Linked DNA regions of Sus scrofa: region 2 is linked to region 1. A link is a contact called in public Hi-C data. All regions are on one chromosome and are shown on one strand. The core of a region is the stretch at or near the end of the contact, and the rest is flanking DNA. Distances in the headings are between cores, read along the strand shown. Region 1 holds the start of ALCAM (CD166 antigen). Region 2 has its middle 220 kb from the start of ALCAM.

The links. A called contact is a pair of places that touch in the nucleus more often than the background predicts.
Region 2: a Hi-C map of embryonic fibroblasts shows a contact between it and region 1, with 1.6 times the contacts expected there. The contact joins the enhancer-like site here to the promoter of ALCAM in region 1. A contact is called at or near these places in 1 of 5 promoter capture datasets (liver), 3 of 47 Hi-C or Micro-C datasets (embryonic fibroblasts, fetal heart ventricle and skeletal muscle) and 2 of 2 datasets of contacts at active chromatin or transcription factors (alveolar macrophages and skeletal muscle).

What each region holds. Positions count from the first base shown.
Region 1 is chr13:153,996,417-154,000,391 of Sscrofa11.1, reverse strand. ALCAM (CD166 antigen) reads left to right here and starts at 2,151. Exons shown (of 15, transcript XM_013982482.2): 1 at 2,151-2,959. The coding sequence starts at 2,887.
Region 2 is chr13:154,212,792-154,216,766 of Sscrofa11.1, reverse strand. No RefSeq gene overlaps it. Among named protein-coding and RNA genes, the nearest start is that of ALCAM, 220 kb to the right of the region's middle. Within about 2 kb of position 2,271, at least 7 of the 83 cell types and tissues checked have an H3K27ac peak or open chromatin away from gene starts, as enhancers often do.

The sequences.
Region 1 (3,975 bases), core at 902-3,401:
ATCCCTTTAATGGCCTTAGCTACATAATGTTTTTGTAGTTACTGTTCCAAGTGGCTTGTTAAGTCATTTTCATGCGCTAGGACATATTCCTCTCTAAAAGGATTTCTGGAGCAACTGACTGTGCTACATACAATCATACTTGTTCTAAATGTGGGTATGTGTAACTTAATTTATAGAATGTATTTTGATCCAACTTAGCTGCACACTTTTGAAGGTGGTACTCTGATGTATCATCACACTTTGATTATAAGATTGACTTTCGTTCAAGGTCACTTGCTAAGTGCAGAACAGGGATTTTAACTAGACTCTGATTACTTTCTAAAGCCCAAGTTCCTGCTAAGGTATCTAGACAGTTATTTATGTGACCTCATTTAATCCTAACGGCAATCTCAAGAGGCTGGCACTATTGTTATCACTTTTTACAATTAAGGAAACTGAGGCTTAGAGGGGTTGAGTTCACCAAGATCATGCAGCTGGTAAATACCAAAGCTGAAATCTGACAGTCCGCCTTTTGCAGATCTAGTTTTAACAATTATGCTGTATTAACTCCCTCACCAAAGTAAAAGGGGTCAGATAGGCAGAATGGGGGTGTATGTGTCCAGATTAAATAGGTAGTTAAGATGATTTGTTGGAATACAAGCTACTCAGAGCAGCCGTTAAAAGAAAAACAATTCCCTAAAGGAATTCTACGGGATCCTATTGGAATGGTGGCAAGCCAGCCAAACTTAGCTCATGGAATACTGAATTAATAGGCATTTGCCTCATAGCATTAGCTTTCCTGTTGGTTTTTAAGAAGCAAATGAAATGTTAATGTGAAAACCAAGCGGGAGAAACTATTTCTTTTGAGAGGAAATGTATAAGAGCCCTACTCTAGAATCCTGTTAATGTAAGGAGGACGGGAGGACAAGGCTGGGAGGCTTTCGATAAAATCACAGTGGAAGGTGGAGCTTAATAGTGCCGAGCCTGAAAAGATAAAAGATTCAAAGATGTGTGTGTGTGTGTGTGTGTGTGCGCACACGCTTGCGCTTGTTTTATTTTTCTCGCCGCCAACTCCCCTCACTCTCATCTAGCTGGTGATTCGAAGCCTTCTGATGAAAGGCTGGAGACTAACCTCACACAGGGATGACCCTGTGATGCACGGAAGGCTATTTAATGCCCCTGCGAAGTGGTTCTGGGACCAAGATTTTATTATGATTCGTGGATGAGAGTTGTGATCCCACATCTCTGATTTAGAGCCACTTAGGGCTCCAACAGTTCCACCCCTGTATTCTAGAGGAAAATATTCCTTCATGCTCTCTGCCTGATCTGAAAGCAACGCAGCTTCTCTATGTTCCGCCTGGGAGGTGGTTCAATCTTTAGAAATGCGGCGAAGCCTGTCCATCTGCTGGGATGCCTGGCTTTCTGGAATGAACAAGGAGGAGCTTGGCTTTCAATCTGAGTAACTTGAAGATTTTCTGTTTGTAACTTAAAATCGCCGCTTAACTCAAAAGAGACACATGCTCTGGCTTTTGTAGACACTGGGAAAATCAGTGTGACAAAGTGTGATCTAGAAATTCCTGTTTTAATTTTCCTAGGGAAAGAGTAAATTTCTTTTTTCTTTCTTTCTTTTCTTTTCTTTCTTGTTTGTTTTTTCCCCTATTTGGTAGTAGGCAGTTGGCTCAAGTGCTCAGCCTGCCGAACAAGGTGTGTTCGAGAAGGGGATGTGGGGGGAGTAAGGGGAGGAATCAGCCTAGTAGCTCATTGTTCCTGTTAATTCCCAGGAGGCAAGTTCCCACCTTTGTCACCTCCAAACCCGTCCTTCCTTTTCTGCTCCCGCCCTAGGACCCAAAATGCTAATCCCTGGCGTGGTCTCTACTCCCCACCTCCCTGCCTTATCAACCCTCTTTACTGAAGGAGGCTGCAGTATCACGATGGAAAAGTCCCGGAGGAGTGAGCCAGTGCATAGGCGTCAGGGGGGGCAAGAAAAGGGCAATTTGACCCCCAGCGAAGCCGCTCTGGCAGTGTGAACTGAAAGTCCGTAGGTGACTAGGGCGATGGTAACGCCACCTGGAAGTGGCAGTCCAGGGGGCCCACCCCGGCGCGCGCTGCTCCAGGGTCTGTTCCCTATTGGCGGGGCGGGGCCAGGGGGCGGAGCCACTAGAAAGCCCGGCCCCACACGGCGGCTGGAAGACGCCACCGCGGACGCGCGCCTCCCGGGTGAAGTTCCAGAGCTAGACTCAGTTTCGGACTCGGTCTTGCAGCGCCTCTAGGCTGCAGATACCTGCGCTGGGCTCATCCTGGGAAGCCGGGAGAAGAGAGGAGATAGGAGGAGGCGGGAGGTGGGGGGGGAGGAGGAGAGCGGCAGCTTACACACGCCTTCCAGTCCCTCCACTCAGAGCAGCCCAGAAACCGCTGCTGGCGCCACTGCTATCTCTGCCACCGCCGCTGCCACCTGAGGAGACTGCCTGGATCTATCGCTCCCCTGTCGCAACACCCAACGATTCTTTTTTTGGCCCTGGGCTTTCTATGCACACTGCCACTACCATTATTATTATTATTCCGAGAGAAGGTAAATAACTGACCGTCTGAAAAGAACCGAGAACACCTATCCGAATTACTCAAGTGTCTCCCGGGAAGAGAGGGGTCGCTGGTTCCGGGAAGAGCAGGCGAAGGGGACAAGGGCGGGTGTTTAAGGGGAGCCAGGAGGAGTTGGGGCACTGCGTGGTGGAAAGTTGCGGGCGGCGGAGACCCGGAGGTGCAGCGCCACAACCCAGAGGGCGGTGTGTCTGGGAAAAGCCGCTGCCCCCAGCGTCCCGACCCGCGAGCTCGCGGGCAGCGCGGGGCCGGGAACGACGCCCCCTCCTGCGGTGCGGAGTCAGTCGGTGCTCCCAGAGAAGGAGGAGGAATATGGCATCGAAGGCGGCCCCCTCCTGCCGTCTGGTCTTCTGCCTCTTGATCTCAGCTGCTGCTCTTCGGCCAGGTAAGCAAGGGCCTCGGAGCAGCCCCAGGCCGAGCCGGGCCGGGGGGTCAGTTTCCCAGTTTCCCGGCCCCGGCCTTACAACCCTGGGGCGGTGCTCCCAGGCGCACGTGGGGGGCAGGTAGCTAAGGGAACAGCGGTGCAGGCACAGAGCTGGCCCTGATTTCCCTCACCTGTGCCACACGTTTGGGTTCAGTCGGTTGGCTTAAGTTCGGGCAGCTCCTGGGGGCACTAATTAAATCTCTGGGAAGTTTGGGTGCGGCTCGGGTCGGGGTTCCAGGGGTCCTCGGTCAGGCTTCGTTTGGCTCTCTCTTCCTCCTGCGGCTCCCTTCTGGGCAGCCAGCTCTTGCCCTCTGAACAGTACCTCCGTCTCAGGATATCAAAGTCCACGTCACTGAGCTCCGGGCAGTTTTCCTTTCGCTTAGCTCTCTGAGTCAACAATTCGCACTTTTTCGAGATAAATTCCCTGGTAACTTCCCCTGGGTAATAGGTGAAGGAATGGGAGGGGTAGAAGAGAAAGGGAGGACTTTAATCACTGCCTTTAGAAACCTCCTAAAGCTCCCATCATGGTTTGCCCCCTCCCCCGCCCCGCCCCGTCTTGTCTGGATGGGTGCTGAGGGTAGAGATGATGAGGGTATGGGTGGTGGCAGGCAAAGAACGCAGCCTGGACTGGAATTCGCAGCTAGGTTTGTGATCCCTTGATGAGGGAGTTGTGATTGTTTAGGACCTGTCATTCAACCTCAGTTCTCAGTTCTCTATTGAGCTTTGGAATTAAAAAAGGCAAAAACCCCAACAACTAATACATCGAGTCTGGAAATCCCTTTCCTCACCCTTAGGGACGTCCCCTGGCGCTGTCATCCTGAGTCCCGCAGGGCGGCAGACAGGAGTTGGTCCTAACAGGGCATTCTGAGTGCTCGCGGTCACTTGACAGAGCAGCAGGTTAATTTTTAGCTAGACTTGAGGATTTGGGGGGGGGGGGATTTTTTTCTCCTTTTGAAGTTTTGATCTCTAGCCCCTCG
Region 2 (3,975 bases), core at 1,022-3,521, 220 kb before region 1:
ATTATTTAGCATATTTGTTATATTTATTAAAAGAATTGGTAAATTATTTTTAAATGCATGAATTTTATTATTTAGTCATATTTATTTATACTTGAACATACAGTTTTAAGTATATTTAAAGAATATAATACAATTCTGCCTAAATATTTTGAAACATAACTGAGGAATATCCCAGGGCTCTTTTGATATAATTAAGAATAACATATCATGCTGGTTATTGCTTTTATTGTTCTGGATTGTAATCTCTTTCTTATAGTCTTCAATGACAACTAGATCAAAAATAAGGAATGGGGGCTATTAAAATCTGATAGATACATTTTTAAGTTTCCCATATGAAAAGGAATCAGAGATGACTGTACTCATATAGCATCATCAATGCATTTCCTTTGGAATAACTTGAAAATGAAAAACAATTTAAGGGGATAAAAGGCTGAGACAGATTTGAATGTCATCCAAACAACAGGAAAATAGTAGAAAAGGAAGAAAAACTCTAACGAAGACATCACAGAAGAAAAACATTTGGCCAATGTATGAAGCTTCAGAAAAAGTCACTTGAGTCAGGCAAATCAATCAATCAATCTATCTATCTATCTATCTATCTATCTATCTATCTATATGTCAGATATATATGAAGATTGGGATATTCCAAATAAAATTTGCAGGAACTGGGCTTCCATGAGAAGTCACAGTGGAATGAACCTATGAGGGAAGGTAAGCAACACTGTCACTTTCCCTTTTAAAAAAGTACAGATTTTTCATTGATTTAGATTTTTACACATATATGATACTTTGGGTTTTTTTGGACAATGTCTAGTAAACTTTCAAGTACTGAAATTACTAAGTTTATAATATTGTTCTTTTTAACATGCCATAAGTGTTGATTTCAATGCTACAGTTTCCCTTCAATATAATTATATTCATAGACATCACATCCTTTGTAGCTCAATGCTTGGTCATTCAAATACCAAGACATAAAACACCCTAAATGTCCATCGACAGAGAAGTGGATAAAGAAGGTGTGGTACATATACACAATGAAATATTACTCAGCCATTAAAAGGAAAGAAATAATGGCATTTGCAGCAACATGGATGGACCTAGAAATAATCATGCTAAGTGATGTCAGTCAGACAGTGAGACACCAACATCATATGCTATCCCTTACATGTCGAATCTAAAAAAAAGGACACAATGAACTTCTTTGCAGAACAGATACTGACTCACAGACTTTGAAAAACTTATGATTCCCAAATAAGACAGGTTGGGGGGTGAGGTGATGCACTGAGGGTTTGGGATGGAAATGCTATAAAATTTGGTTGTGATGATCATTGTACAACTATAAATATAATAAAATTCATTAAGTAATTAAAAAAAAATAGTCCTTATGCCAGCAGTGTACATCTTGGGGGCAAGACTCACACACTGGACTATTTGAAAATTTCCCACAGATGATTCTTTTGTTCAGCTGATGTTGAGAAAAACTAATTTGGGCAATTTTTTTACTTATTATCTCAAGAAGGTGATATGGCAGACCTGGAAAAAAAAATCTTGAATCTCTTTGTATCTTGTGTTTCAGTAGTCTATATCCTTAAGGATAGGTCTAAAAGTTTAAAGAGGCAACTCCTTCCCTTGGACTGGGAAATGATAAGAGAGATGAAAGGGTTCCAGGAGGAAAAGTCTGAGACAAAAGAGAATGAAGCAGATATGCCACAGTCAAAGGACAAATTAAGGAGTCTTAACCCAGCATTAGGGGACTGGGTAGTCACTTAAGTTGGCCTAGATAAAGGATCCCAACTTTACATAGTGAATCACTCAATCACTCACACCAGGGCTTACAGTAGCTCTTTTGTCTCATCACATTCATTGGCAACTTTGCTCTTAAGTAGCACCCCACACTATTCATGGATAAGGCCTGTTTTTACCTTGAGAGTTTGGGTCTGTCCTTTCTCATTCAAACTAAGCCTTTCAGCTTCTCTACTAGAGAATAAGTGTAATCATCTTTTCCTGCAGAACTACTTATGTCAATTTTTCAAAAGGAAGAGACAGAAAAAGAAAAAAAGAAAATTTCAATTTGAGACCATATCAGGCTTTTTTATGTCTGTCTTTACATATATTTAGGGTTTATATTACAATAGATTATCTCATTTAATAGAATGAGAAGTAGAAAGAGAATAACCAGAAATCATCCTTAGTCACAAAACAAAACAAGCTCTGAATCTATTCTTTAGCCGATGAAATCTCTCCCATTTGGGAACTGAATTTAATGCCATCTGGCTCCAAAACCAGAGCTTACAATGTCAGGCAGTACTTGGGGGGAACAGCTGCATACAGATCACTCTGAAACCCTCATAAAAATATATGGTACTATCATTTTTTTCTTTTCAAAAATGTTTTATGGGATCCCCTATAGTATCTTTTGCTAGTCTTGTGTAAAAATAATGTTTATGGTGATCGAATATACTTTCAGTAAATAGCTTCTGTGGCTATCAAATGACTGTTTTTCTTCTGCATTTAATCACCTAGGAGGAAAGAAATGATGGCAAACAGATTTCACTGCCTTAAACAATATTTGTTAAAGAAAGACTTTTGCCCTGGAGCATCTAACTCAGAAAGTAATTTCCTGGTCACTGCTTTGGAGCCATTCTATAATTGTTTAGGATTTTCTTTCTTCGGCATGAATCAGCTCTTTTTTTTTTTTTTTTTTTTTTTTTCCCTTCTTCTCCTTGTCTGGCCTCTATCTACATTGCCCTAAAATGACATCATAGTCTATTAACATCACAGTGAATGAACAACATTCCCAATTTGTCTGAGGCTAACCAGGCTCAGATATTCCTATGCTGGTGATGTTGCATCTTATTTTGTATTCTTAAGGGTCCAATGACCTTTGAGTAAACTGCAGAATCACGTGGATCTATGTGGATAACTGAAATATACAGCTTTCGAAATAAAATCTATCTTAAACAGTCTTAGAAATGTGTTACCCAGAATTAAAATGTGACATCTCTAAAATTAATTAAGTGAATTAATACTAAAAGTTAAATATCCATTTTTAGTAGATATAATATATAAGCTTTCAATAAGATTTCAGATAGATCTTATAAGCTCTGGCAACAATACTAGCAATGACAATAATAAAATTACAAGTATTTTGTGATTTTATACAAAGTAGATTAAATACCATCATTGAATGACAAAAATTGGGTTACATAAAAGCATTTCCAAGGGGAAATCAAATATTAGTTAAATGAAATGTAGAGTAAATTATAATTTCCTGAGAAGGAAATCAGCCTTGAAAAGAATGCTGCTAATATGCAACGGTATTTAAGTGAATAAAAGAATATCACTAGCAAATCCAATCTTTGCAATGGTAATATTGTGATTATTTCAGTTGTTACCAATATTCTTCTGTACCAACTGCTCTTTAAATACATTCTCAGGATGAGTTAATATTCTGTCTAAAAAGAAAACCCAAGGAAACTATTTTATAGTAATTTCTCTGTACCATTGGTTGAGGAGAAACTTCATGATGATTTTTACAGACTAGATGATTCTCATCTTGGCTTCCTCTATCTGCCATCCAGCTACAAAAACTAGGTCTTTATCTTTGACTAATTTCTTTATCAAAAAATTTGGGTTCACTTTTGCTTTTTATGAGTTTGTTCAAAATAATAGTAAAATCCTGCCAATAGCTTCAATTTGAGAGCATTTATTACTTTTAAGAATACTTATAACAATACAGTATTACATAAGGCAGAGATGGATCCATGGTTGTTATGACCTCTGAAGAATGCAAAGAGTGTACCCAGCATTTTACACCTTTTTTTTTTTTTTTTGCCATTGCTGCATCATTTAAGTCTTTTTGCCTTCAGGATAGAACAAAGAGCTGGTTCTCTGTAGTGGTGACCCTAGCACTTACCATTATACGGTTTCTGCAAAACAACTAGGCTACATACACCAAGTAGAGTCCCTTGTCAC